Linked DNA regions of Rattus norvegicus: region 2 is linked to region 1. A link is a contact called in public Hi-C data. All regions are on one chromosome and are shown on one strand. Each heading gives the region's core, a stretch centred on a gene start, on an enhancer-like site or on the middle of the called end of the contact. The rest is flanking DNA. Distances are from core to core; before and after follow the strand shown.

The links. Hi-C and Micro-C count contacts between places; a contact is called where the count stands out from the background.
Region 2: a contact with region 1 is called in a Hi-C map of the A7r5 cell line, with 3 times the contacts expected there. The contact joins the promoter of Megf9 here to the promoter of Cdk5rap2 in region 1. A contact is called at or near these places in 6 of 12 Hi-C or Micro-C datasets (the A7r5 cell line, Schwann cells, frontal cortex and 3 more) and 1 of 1 datasets of contacts at active chromatin or transcription factors (oligodendrocytes).

Annotation. Positions count from the first base shown.
Region 1 is chr5:88,973,440-88,980,398 of GRCr8, forward strand. Cdk5rap2 (CDK5 regulatory subunit associated protein 2) reads right to left here and starts at 2,458. Exons shown (of 37, transcript NM_173134.2): 1 at 2,244-2,458. The coding sequence starts at 2,302. LOC120102900 (a long non-coding RNA gene) reads left to right here and starts at 2,558. Exons shown (of 4, transcript XR_005504807.2): 1 at 2,558-2,690; 2 at 4,306-4,433.
Region 2 is chr5:89,118,274-89,125,232 of GRCr8, forward strand. It overlaps Megf9 (multiple EGF-like-domains 9), which reads right to left and starts at 2,458. Exons shown (of 6, transcript NM_001107940.1): 1 at 1,684-2,458. The coding sequence starts at 2,275.

The sequences.
Region 1 (6,959 bases), core at 1,208-3,707:
AACAAAAATTCAAGGACAAACTGTGCTCAGTTTAGGCTATAAACATGAGGCTTGCAAATTCCCCTGAGAAGGGTGCTCAGAAAGCAGTATATTAAAATGAAAAGTATGATTTCATCATAGGAACTATCGTCTCCTACTGTGGTCACCTAATGAGGACTCATCCAGCCCAGAATAGCCCAGAAGGGCCAGTTCAAAGCCAGAAGCTCTGCAAGAGCCCCTTGGATACTCAGTTCAATTAGTTCAGACTAGTCAGAAGGCAGAACAGACTTTGGATTCAGGAAGCTTGGAGTTAAGTCTGATTTATCACAGACTTTTCTGTGACCCAAGACCATTCATTTCAGCTGAGCTTCAGGATCCCACATGTAACAGGGGGAGAGAAGCAGCCCCTCAAAGAATCACTTTTCACTCAGTGATTTGACAAATGCCACTCTGCTCCTATTCTGCCCCAGACATTAGGCTAAGAACTGGGTTACAAACAAAATCTAGTTCCTGTTCTAAACCAGGACTCTAGCTCATCTGGTGAGTGTATGTTAACAACCAATACCTCCACCGCCCAACACACAACCATTAGGTATAGGTTGAAATGAAGTTTGCCCAAAGTGAGAAGCAATCCAAGTGTAAAAACTCACACCAGATTCAAAGACTAAGGAAGATTAAAAGATAAAAATATCTTATCACAAGTTTTCCTATGGATTTTGCTAAAATCACATACGGAAATATTAAGCTAAATAGCATACGCCATTATTTCACCTGCTTCCAATGGTGCTGCTGCTCAGTAGTAAAGCACTAGCTGAGGAGGTGTGAGAGGCCCTGGTACAACCTCCAGCACCACAAAGAAAGGAATTTCACTTGTTTCTTTTCTTAGTTTTTTTTTTTAATTGTGACTACCAGAAAGTTTTTAGTGTTGTTGTTTTGGTTTTTCGAGACAGGGTTTCTCTGTGTAAGGTTTCTTGGTTATCCTGGAACTTTCTCTATAGACCAGGCTGGCCTTAAAGTCTGAGATCCACCTGCCTCCACTTCGCGAATGCCGGGATTCAAGGCATATACTACCACACCCAGTTCACAAGAAAGTTTTTAATTAAATATACACCATAGGTTGTATTTCTACGCTGGTCACAGTCAACCAGGTTAGGACAGTGACAGGTAAGGGTAGCTAGAACATTACAGAAGGCCCAAGCAAGGGTGAGAATGTCAGTGTGGATTTCCTAGCAGTGGAACCTGGGTATCAATAAGGCAAAAGGCATAGGAAGGGCAACTGACACAGCAAGAACAGCACGTACATAGCCTGGCACCAAGAAACAATTCGGTAAGATCATTCCTGACAGAGCTTGGCAGTCAGGCACAGGGCTGAGGGCTTGGAGAAGACCCAGAGTTGGGAACCATAGATGGGGTGGGGGTGAGGCTAGAGAACAGATGCAGCCGATTAGAGAGAAACTTGGAAGCCACAGTACAGAACTTCATCCTGAAGATGGCAAGGCACCTGGAGGGCCTAGGGCAGGTTAAGAGATGAATGACCAGGAGTGAATGCAGCATCTGTCCAGTCAAGGCTGAGAGAGAAAGGAAAGGAGAGTATTAGCAGATCTACTAAGCTAGACTTGGGGTGGTTTAGTTCTCATGCCCACAACCCATTCTAAATGTCCAAAATAATCCAATTTCTGGTCCCAAGGGATCTGAATAGAAGACACAACTTGTAGTAGCAGTAGCAACGGTAGATTAGCATAGTATCATCCTTTTCAACACTGGTGTATGTCAGCCAGTACACCAGCCCAGAGAACTGGCTTTTCATTCTCATCTTGTTTTCAAAGCAGAAGTCAATTTACCAGGCTGGATTTGATAAATTCTGTCCATCTCCAACCAAGGCACTGTTGCCTCTGTCCTGGATGGCTACTGTGTGACCCTGTAAAAGTCTAAAATAACTACACTCCCCATAATGAATGCAAAGCCCCAAACAAGAATCAATCACCCACCAAGCGCTCTAAGGTCCAGTTCCAACCACCCCCTACTAATTAGTCCCATCTCCTCCCACTCTTTCAAAAAAGCCCCTTACTATCCTACACACCCTCTTCAAAGTGTACTCCAGAACACACAACATATAGTCGAACAGAGTGCTGGCTCCACACCCAGGTCCCACCACACTCGGGTGGCAGCAGAGACCGTCCCCAAGCAAACGGAAGGCCTCCAGGGTGTGACCCACTATAGAAACCCCCACCCAGTTACCACGAAGCCCAAAGCCAGGGCCACACCTGCAGCCGCTGAGGGTCCCAGGCAGGGTGACGTCCTCTTCCATCCCTGAGTCCATCATGAACACAAAGAGGTGGCACCGGTGTCTGCAGCAGCAGCGCCACTGGTTACCCCGCAGTCGCGGCGCGCTCGGTTCCCCAGGTCCCGCCCCCTCCAACCCAGCTCTTGTTCTCAGTCAAGCGGCGCCGCTGGAATTCAAACCGCAGCCGCCGCCATCTTTCCCGGCGCTTCTTCCTACGGAAACAAGGCGGGGTCATCCAGGCACGCACCGTGAAGCTTCCTAGCACAGACCCAAAACCGGGCAGGGAGAGTTTGAGTGGGCGCCATCTTAACTCAGGGCAGAACCTGTGCTCTTGAGCCTGCAATACTAGGAGAAAAGAAGCGGCAACCATGTTTTGTGTGTGAGGGCAATCGGGCCGAAGCCAAGAAGAGCGCCATATTTGTTGAGGGTAAAAGTCCGCCCGAATCAGTTAATTTAAGCGGGAGGTCAGACAGTTCAGAGTACCAGTCTCTTTGCTGCCATTCCAGACACATGACCCCGCAATCGCGCTTTGACTCTTTGTTCCCAAAAGGCTTCTTCCTTTAGTTGAAACGCAGATAATTGAGTTATGCCTCGATTTAGAAAAGTACCACCTGTGAAGCGCTATTACAAGCAGTGGTTTACAGCCGAGTTTGAAGCCGCATGCCTATAGATGTATCATCCATACTTCATGGGAATTTTGTCACTATTAGGACTCGTACATGAACAATCAGTAAACTGAGACCTAGAGAGATGAAATGACTTGCTCAAAGTAATAAGTTTACTATCCGTTAAAACCAGATCCTTAGCTCCTGGTATCAACATCTTAGCACTTTGGAACCATGTTTTAAACTTCTTGGCCAGGGAATATGTTTTAAGAAGAGACAGTTGTTCCCTTCCCAACAAAGGTTCTGACTGAATTGGGATTTCAGCTATTCCTGCCTTGAAACCCCTCCCACTCTCAGGACTTCTTCACTTTTCTTTAATCTACACAGGAATAAGGGGAGGGAAAAAGGGAGGGGAGGGAGAAGGGAACTGGAGGATGCTTGGATGTGGAACAGTTGTCCCTGGTAGTAAAAACAGTTCTTCTGTCATGACCCTTTGACTGGGCACTTTGGGCCAGACATCACTAGCTTCAGACCTTTGCCTGCTATATTCTGAGATCCTAGGGGAACAAGTGGGTGTCCATGACTGACAAGCTCAATTGTTGCTCCGTTAAAAAAAAAAAAAAAAAAAAGCTATCCTATAAGGTGTTGTAAGGATGACCTGAGATAACTTTAGAAATTCTTTCAATAGTAGTTCTCATTTCCCCACAACCCTAAACACACTTTCTTTCTTTACAAACTGGCAATAACGAATGATGTGCCCTAAATGGGGCACACAGACTATTAACCCCAAGTGTTCCGTTCTTTTTCCATCTTAAAACTTACAGTTCAGACATGAGATCTGTGATAGCTGGGGAGGAGGACCACTGAATAACCCCAATCCACGTTCATTTAAACAACCCTAATTAAACTCAGAGGGGAGGAAAAGAACATGAAAGCAGGGGTGCATAGGGACAAGAGAGTGTAATGGGAGGTGATGAAAATGACCATAACATGTTGTATACATGTGTGAACTGTAAAACAAAAACAGAAATCAAAAGAATACAGAACGTCTAGAAGAGTACTTAAATGCAAAAACCACCAGATCCCGTTATTAAAGCAAATACTTCAAGGTGTGGACAGGATTGCAGGGCAAGCAGTGAGGACGCCTAGATCCTAACTACAGCTTATCCTGTGACCACCTCGGCTTTCCCATTTTCAAAATGAAGTAGAGAACTACAGAGAATCTATAGAAAGTTAATCCCTTGACTTATTTAGAGAGGCCATGTTTGTGAATTATGAGCTTAACCCCCGGTGAACCTGGAAACTGAAAATAGAGTCAATTACACAAAGGAAAAACTATATCGGAAGTTGCTCTTCCTGCTACTGTAGCATATTCATGATTAGAGACAGAGAGGCCATTGCCCTGTTTTTCTCACTCTGGTATTTCTTTCTGCCAAGCCTAAAAGTGACATCATTCCCATCAGCTGTTTGGGCTATCTGGAGCCATCTCCTTGACAACAGCCATCCAGTCACAAAGACAGCATTATTACTTCCTTGGAAGAGGGCATTCTGCATGGCTGGAAGTGGTTTGTATCCACATGCTTTTGATTTGCCAGGAATCCACTGAAGTTGTAGCAGCTCCAAACAGTAAAGTCGCGATCACTAACAGCATGAATTGCTTTGTACAAGTTAAAACACTCACATTGCTCTTTATGTTTGTCTATCTTTTATTTCCTAACACTGGTAAGCAGGTTAGGATCACTGCCTCTCCACCTCCCACCAACCCCCCTCCCCCAGACACACACACACACACACACACACACACACACACACACACACACACACACACACATCGTGGAGATGAGAAACTCTATAGTTTAGATTCAAGGTTCCATTCATCAAAGATTGGTCACAACGCCTGTGACACTATTAGGAAATGGTGGACCATGAGAGCTTGTTAATGGGTTCTAGAAGCAGAACTCAACTTTTCACATGCCCTTGATAGAAGAATAATGCTCCTTCATCAGTTAAGATTGTCATCTTCAAACAGGCCTGCAGCTTCTGGAAGGACACACATCAAGCAGTGAGAAAACAAGAGGCATCAGCTAGCCAGCCAGATCAGCCAGATTAACCCTGCTAATGAACTGAGTGACAGAAGCCACAACCAGATCCTCTTTACCTCCCAACTGGAAGATCATGGGATCTTTAAAAGATAGAGCCTACTTTAGGGAAGGCAGGTCTTCAGAAGCAATAATGATTCAAAATACACCTTTCATCTTTATGAGTTGATTATCTCAAGCACCTTTCTTTCACTATGAACAGACTTTTAAAAAAGCAAACTAGATTCTGAAAGGAAGAAAGATATTTGTCAAAGACCAAATTTCACTTCTTAGGTTTTCATTAGGAACAGTTTCAGACTTAAAAAAATATTGTAAAAGTAGTGTGATGGGAGTATTCCCCTGTAATCCAAACGCTCAGGAGACTGAAGTGGGAGGATCATGCAACATGGGATACATAGTGACAGAGATCCCAGTGTGTGTGTGTGTGTGTGTGTGTGTGAGAGAGAGAGAGAGAGAGAGAGAGAGAGAGAGAATTCTTCATGTTTACCTTTACTCAGCTCCCTAAAATATTCACATCTTATACAACCATAACATACCTGCTGTCAAAAATAACAGCAAAAGCAATTTCACTGACACAATTCAATTTACTACACACCTAACTATAAAGTACGCAATTGCTCATTAATTTCCTTCTCTAGGTTCTTGAATGGATCCAGGGTGATAAATTGCATTTAGTGTCACATCTACTTTCTCACCTCTAGTCACTGATATTTATTTTTCATGGTATCAATACTTCCTAAAGGTTTACTCCAGGTATTTTCTAGAATATTCTTCAATCATGTTTCCGAGATTTTTTTCATGATTGAATTTAGATGATGCATTTTAAACAGAAATATTACAAAAATGATATGCTATGTCCTTCTCAGGGTGCAGAGGAGACACATGATGTTGATGTATCTTGCTAACTGGAATAGCTACTCTAATATCTAATGCCATGTTCTTTATAATAAAATTGGTGATTTGTTTCTTGTAATTAATAAGAATATTAAGAAGAACTACTTGCGATTATATAATCTGTTTTTTTTTCAAATTTCCATTGTAATTTTATCATTGGTACCTCAACCTTACCCAATGATACTACAGGCCTGGGGTGTTGAGTAAAGCACTTGCCATACAAGCATAAGACCTGAGCTTGAGTCCATATAAAATCCAGAGTCAGTAGCCAGCATTTGTAATCCCAGTGCTTATCTGCAGAGACTGGAGTCAGAGAGAATACACTGCAAAGTTACAGTACAGAAGAGGGAGAGGGGAGAGGGGAGAGGGAAGAGGGGAGAGGGGGGAGGGGGGAAGTGAGAGGGGAGAGGGGAGAGGGGAGAGGGGAGAGGGGAGAGGGGAGAGGGGAGAGGGGAGAGGGGAGAGAGGGGATCTTGTCTCAAATGGAAAGAGAAACAGACAAGCAGGGTTGTCCCATGGCCTCCATATGCATACCATGGCACAGCATGTGCACCCCTTCTTAACCATTTACTTATTATACTATTTTCATTAGTAAGGACTTACATGCATTTGGTTCATTTTATGTATTCAAATCAATTGCTATTATTAGCTGTCTTGTTGCACAAATTGCCCTGATGTGGCCAAGCTTCTCTTCTAACCTCTGGCTGTGCTGAGATTAAAAACAGTCTGTTTTGTCCAAAGGTCAGAAGTATTTCTTGACTACCCATCTGCCTTCTTATTCTCTAAAACACTTCCTAGCTAGACTTGAACATCCATAGTTTTTATTGAGAGAGAGTTTCCAATTACCACCCACTTTCCCTTCACAGTACTGTGGTTTATCAGCACTATAATAAACCCAACATCAAGCCCAAGGCTATGCACACAGTACGTGTTCAGGGTCAGTTTGTTAAATTGGTATCTTTTGGTCTCTTCTGAAGATGAGATGAGGAGGGTGATTATACTTCCCAATGACTTGTAATATAATTGAAAATAAACCAGAAGATAGAAACTCTAAGTATCTGAACAAAAAGAAATAAAGAACAGAAAATGCTGTATGTC
Region 2 (6,959 bases), core at 1,208-3,707, 140 kb after region 1:
AGGTGGTGCTTATCAAGCACAGAAACTATTCTAAGCACTAGTTAGGTATGCATTGACTTGGTGAATTTTTTTCTTTCCTCTCCTAACCGCTCTCTACTGTTTTTCTTTCTTTCTTGATAAAGTCTTGTTACGTAGTCCAGGTTGCCTTAAATGTAGTATGTAGCCAAGACTGGCTTGAACTCCTGCTCCTCTTGTCTTTGCTTCTTCAATACATCAATAATATAAACATTCAGTCCCATTTTACATAATTTTCAAAGCAAACCTATAAGGACTATGATAACCTTCATCTCGAGGTTGAAGAAAGTGAGAACACAAGGTCCTGCCCACACAAAGTGGGGCAATAAGCTGGAATTCAAACCTAAAAAATGGACTCTAGAGTCTACACTTAGATACTAGTCTAACTTTTAGTAACATGTCAATCTCTATAAAAAGCTAAAAAAGCACCATAGGTTTAAAAAATAGCTAGTTAGTACATTCCTTGAAGCTAAAAGAGATCCAAATGTGGCTTTTGGGGGTGAATAATCCGCATTCCTACTTATGCCTTTGCCAAGCTCCAACACACGATTCAAGACTTAGCCATCTGGGAAAATCCTCTACCAACTCAACTGTAGTCCAAAGTCCATACCTGACTCCACAGTAAACCACTGAGCCTAAGAATTAGGTCAACGATCAGATCAAGCTAGACAAGTAAGTGCTCTGGGCAAATCTCCACCCCAATGCAAAGCAAAAGATCTCAGAAACTTGCAGAATTTCTTAAAGAAGTAGGCCTTATTGGTTGAGCTCTTGGCCTACTTAAGATGCAAGAGGGTGAAAGAATATCTTAACTATGAACACTTTTACCAGTAGAAGAGCTACATTTCCTATTGTGAGCTCAGGCACAAATTGGCATGTCAGCATCAGCAGTAAGGAATATCCTCATTTTAAAAAGGGCAAAAATGGGCATCCCTGCTTAAATGGCATTTGCCCAAGCACTGACCTTAGAATGGAGACAGAATGAAGTGGTGCAAGGAAGGGATTTAACCTAATTTATAAACTTGCTCAACCTAGATACACACCTGTCCCAAATGACCTATCAAGTCTACTTATTTGCAGAGAAAACACCGACTACAATGATGTTTTTATTTTTAATTTCAGGCCTGAAGTGGCATGTTTGTAAGCAAAACATATTCTTTATCTTTTCCAACACACACACACACACACACACACACACACACACACACACACACACACACACACACACGACACCAGCATCTATTAACTATTAAAGAAACAAGGAAACTAGAGCTTTGAGAGAATCCCTTAAAGGTTTTTACCTAGGCATTGATAAAGCACCACTCTAGCTTTCAAACTTTCCCCCAAATATCTCAGGTGGGGTGGCCTTCTGGGCTGATCCAATACAAAAGTTTGTGCCCATTCCTGGACTCTGACAAAAGCCAGAGAACCCTGTTTTTGGAAGAGTCCCCCATCTTCCTCATAGCAGCAGCTCCCTCTGGATGGAGCACAGCACTGGGTTGGGGGACAAAAGACTTTCTAGATTTGGAGGGATTGGGGGTTTACTCTAGCTGGAGCTTGGATCTTCCCTTGGGAAGCTCTTGGGTAATAAGAGGCCAGGGTGACTAGGCTGGTGTGTAAATAGGCAGTGCCTGGGAAAGGTCCAGAAGACTAGGAAGCGCCGAGACTCACCTGGGGGAGGAGGAGTAGGGGCTTCGGTGACAGGTGCGGTGGGCGGGACTCTGCTGCTGTTTCTGCCACGGTCCGGGGACTCGGCAGTCGGGGTCCCCGGAGTGCTGGAAGCCTGAGCGGTGGTGACTACAGAGGTGGTCGGCGCCTGGCCAGCTGTGCTCGCAAGAGTTGTGGGCGCGGGTCTGGAAGGCAGTGGTTCGGTGGTGGGAGTGTGTCCGTCCTCCGAAGGGGTGGCGGACGACAGGTCCACAACCGGGAAGAGGGTGGCTGCGGGTTGTGCGCTGGTGCGGACAGGGATGGTCTCCGGGGAGCCGGCTGACGGGGTCGCAGCCCCGGTTCTGTGGACTGTGGTGCGCGGGGGGCCGGTCCGCGGGGCCTGCGCCGTGGGAGCCGCGGCCTTAGAGAAAGGGCTGCTGGTCTGTTCTCGAAGCCCAGGGCTGGGCGACGCGACCACCTGCCCCTCGGCCCCGCCGCCACCGGTGACATTCCCTGCCGAGGCTGCTGAAGCGGCTGCGGCTGCCGCGCAGCAAAACAGGGCGAGGCCGCCCAGGCTCGGCAGGCTCCTCATGGCGCGCTCGGCTCCGCCATTCATTCATTCATTCATCCAGTTGATCGGTCAGTCATCTTCTTTTCCCTGCTGTCCGCCCAAGGAAAGCTTTGCCGCCGCTGCCGCCACCAAGAGCACCATCGCCACCTCCCTCTGACAGGCGGCCGGCCCTGCGGGCGGGCCTCAACGCGGAGGGAGCGACGGGGAGGAGCGCGCACTGCCCGCCCTCCTCGATAGGCAGCGGAGCCCAACCAATTGGAAGTCGCGTATACTCACGTGACCCGCCAGCTTCCCGGCCTCTTTGTAATGGCACAAACCAATCAGAGGAATCAGGGGGAAGAAGGCGGGACGTCGGGAGGCGCGAGAGGTTTTGGAGCCGGCTGGGTTCGCCGCCGCTCCGGCTTTGTCTACCCACAGAGCGGGGCGCGGGCCTTGGGCACCCAACGCCGCCGTGCAGACAAAGGACACGGCCCGCGCGGCCGACTCTGGGCCAGATTATCTGTTTCACTGGGATGCGAGCTGGACTCGGGGCGGGGGTCCCTGTGGGCAGCATCTCCGCCCTTTTGAACAATGGGGGCACCGGAGCCGCACCCGGACTCAGGCGGGGAGTGTGTTGCATCCCTGGGATGGGCGAGGGTGGTGGCAACGATAATGTAGATGGAGCTGGGCTCTCACTGTGTTGTTCAAGACAGCTGACCTCGGGCCTGCGGGGTCAGCGCTGCCATCCCCATTTCAGAGATGGGGAAACTAAAGCTCTTGCTGACAGCTTCAGCAAGCCAACCTCTGTGCCCCCGGTAAGCACCTGCTGATCGCCTGGCCCCGCACTAAGCCGGATGGGACGGCCTGGAGCCCAATCATAAGCACAAGAAGCAAGCTTCTGACCCAGAGGAGACAAACTGGCATACACACCTTATGCCCAGAACCTCGGAAAGATAGAATAGGACCAGGTTGGATTTCAGCTCCTTGTCTCTCTTGCTGAATTGTGGCTCAAGCAATTTTCTTAACCACCTAAATAAATGGTGAGATGAGAGGGCACACCCCATCCCCCTCACAGAGTTGTGAAAATGAAATCATGAAGGGCTTAACCCAATGCTTGGCCCAACGTTGTAAACCGTCATTAATGCTAACCACTTGGGGTTGCACTATGTCAGGACAAGCCTAAGGTTGGAAAGCAGCCCACACCGCCCCTGAGTCCCCAGAGAGTCCTGCTTGTTGCCGGCACTGGGGTTGGGCTGATAACAGAGCTTGACCCTGGATGACATGAAACTCTGGAGGAAGTTGGAAATCAGGCAGGCAAACTTGCACCATCACCCAAGATCCAGTGCTGTCCGACATTGTAGCCTCAGCTGAGCAACTTTTAGGTGCAGCCTGGCAGGACAAGTTTGTCATCTGATGGCTTAATTCCATCACACCAGCCTCACTGTAAACCCATTCCTGGCCTCTCCTAGGATGCTTGCCTTTGTGCATGATTTCCCATTAGTCATTCTCCTCTAACCAGACAGGCAGGATGAGATTTGTGTGTGAACTCCTGTGTGTTAACAAAAGCATGCATTTATTTGCCTGAGTGAGTAGTGGGTGGGGAAAGGATATGTTGGAGCTTGTGTATGGAAGCATAAACACATTTGTGAGTCTTTCTGTGAAGATGGTATCTCTGAGTCCTCAAATATGAAAACTTGTGTTTTCATGTGAATTGTTAAGGATATTAATGCATGCTCACGAGTGTGTGTTTTGTGTGAATTTTCTGCTTTTGAATGTGACGTTGCCTCTAAGTGTGTCTTTATAGGCCTACCTATGTAAGAAACAGAGGCAAAAATGAGAGGGCCATGAAACTGTTCTGAAGACAAATATTTAGCAAGAATTGGCCAATGTTCTGTTTTACTTGTCTTTAGGAAGGGAGTGGACGTGGCATGCCCCACCCCTGTATTCTTCTGGTTTCTCAACACCAACCAAAATGCCATATCCTCTAGGACTTGGATTTCTCAGTGGGAGTTCTTCCCTCCCTAGTTCCCTACTGGCCTTTGTTTCTAGTCCTGATCCATCAACCCCTGCCTCTTCCTAAAAGGATTAATGATGGCTTTCAGACATAAGTACCACAAATAAAACGAACCACCCACATGACTGAATTACTTCTCCTGGGTACTCATCAACCTTAGGACTAGAACTTGTGATTACTACCCCTGCCTATCTATTTCATCCAGTTCTGTTTTCCAGTGCCTAGCAGTGAGCACTAAGGCATGCTGATTAATCTGAAAGAGATCCTGTTGTTCTCACAGGGAAGCTTGTGTCTTTAGAGTCACAGACTTGGATCCAGTTTCCTTGGAGGAAAACTTTACCCTCTCTGAACCTGAGTTTCCTTGTCTTTAAAACGAGGCCATTAATTCTTTAAACAGATCAAACAGAACTGTTCCTTTTTAACAGCGCCTTTTTGACACACCAATTATACTCTATTGTCACTTCACGTTTCAATTGCTATTGCTAACTCTGAGTTTTGTTAGCTGAAAGACTACAGCATAAACCTCTGTCCTAAAAACTCCAGATCAGGTGACATGGCTTGACATTTGCTCTACTGGATATTTCCAAATGGTATCTAAAAACTGCTGGGTTGGCCCTGAGCAGTGCTGTATCAGAGATTCTTTACCACTAGAGGGGAAAAGCTGATTTGGCTTTTCAGTCAGGAGACTCCCAGAGCAAAGGCCTAAGGCCTTGCAGAGTGATTCAGGTTTGCTGTGCCTTGGAAAAGGACATTTCATGCAGGACATCTCAGATAGGATAATTCACCAAAAATATGTCTAGGAAAAGTTGAATTTTTTTTAAGATAATATTTTGAGACAGTCTCCCTTTGTAGCTTAGATTGACCTTAGCTGGCCTTCCAAGTGCTGGGATCCCAGAAATAACCACCAATCAAGGCCTGCCTGTAAGGTAACTTAAATATACTATCATTACTTCAACTTTGATTCTTTTATTACTTTTAAAAAAATCTTTATTTTGTTTGTGGTTATATGTGTACATACATGAACACAGTCTTGCTTGGCTTGCATGTAAAAGAGACATTTGGGGGAAGCCAGTTCTCTCCTTCTACTACTTGGGTTTCGTACACTCAGGTTGCCAGGCCTCGAAGTGCTTACCTTTATCTTGTGAGCCATCTAACCAGTCCAAAGTTTTCAATTCACTGACATCCTTTTATTTCTATACCACAAACTAAAAGATGGCTTGTTTTATTGTGTTTTCTGAAACAGTGCTTTACAATCTGGGCTGGCCTAGAACTCCCTATGTAGTCCAGTTTAGCCTAGAGTTTATGACAGCCTCCTATCTTAGCTTCCTGAATACTGGAATTGCATCATGACCAACATGACTTGTGTAAGTTTATATTTAAAAACGGGGAAAAACATATCTACCATCATAGATAGAAATACATGTGTTTAATTTAACTATATAACATGGCTATCATGGAAGTATAACATATCAATAATAGAAAGTAGACTTTGCAAGTTCCCAGGCACTGTACCAAGAGACCCAGGAATTACTTCGTTTAACCGTTAGGACACACCACCCCAAAGGATATGTCCTAGACTACTTGGACTACTATAACAAAAACTAAAGCACTTACAGTGGTGAAACATTTCTCACAGTTTTGGTGACTAAGAAATCCAAGATCAAGATACCAGCTTCTTAAGTGTCTGGGAAGAGACTTCACTCAAGTGCACAGATGCCATCCGTTCGCTGTCTTCTTGTGATTGAAAGGACAAAGCAGCTGTCTGGGGTCTTTTTTATAAGGACACTGATCCCATTCACAAGGGCTTTTGGCCTGCTGACCCACTGCCTTCTAAAGGACTCGAAATACCATATGGGGATAGTGTTAGGATTTCAACACACAAGTTATAGAGAGGCACAGCATTCACGTTACAGCATTTTATTATCTGTATTTTGCAGACAAAAAAAAAGCTAGGCATAGAAAAGTTAAACAGCTTGCCTAAGGTCACTTAGCAAGTGAGAGTGGCTGGACTCAGACCAGCATCAAACTGTAAAGGGAAAATGCTCATGAAATTATGTTTGAAAGAGAAGACAAAACTGATAGCCCTGACAGAATGAGGACCAGTACTTTCCCTGTTGCCCCAGAAGAGAGCTGCCATCCCCACTATGGGAATAATGGCCACAAAGATTCAGAGAAGTCCTGCTAGCTGTCTGAGCACTAACTACAAATACTTTGGAAGGTTCAGTCTGATTCCAGTTTGTGCTGGGCACCAGATTAGCATGAAATCCACAGAATCAGCTTAGGTATCCTGGAGATAAGACGAGTCTTGTGATGGGACAAGTGCTTTTTACTGTTTTGCACTTTGGAAGCTGAATAGAGTGATTGCTTGCATTCGTGGGACTTTGAGTTTGATCAAAATTTAACACCATGAAAACAGGAACACATTCATTCTTTAGGGTTAGAACTATCACCTATGTTTGAAAAAATAAAGAAGAGGAAAGTAAACTTCTAAAAGGTTAAGACTCGCCCAAGATCTGCCTGACTTCAAAGCCAATTCTCATCTCTACAGTCCAATCTGTTAATGTGACCACTGGTATTACACATAACAGTATGCCAAAAGCAAATACTGAAGTACTGAAGGTCAGACACATTTATCCCTCCTGCTAGAGCAGCATAACCCAATCACACACACACACATACACACACACACACACACACACACACACACACACACACACACACACGGTATGCACTCAC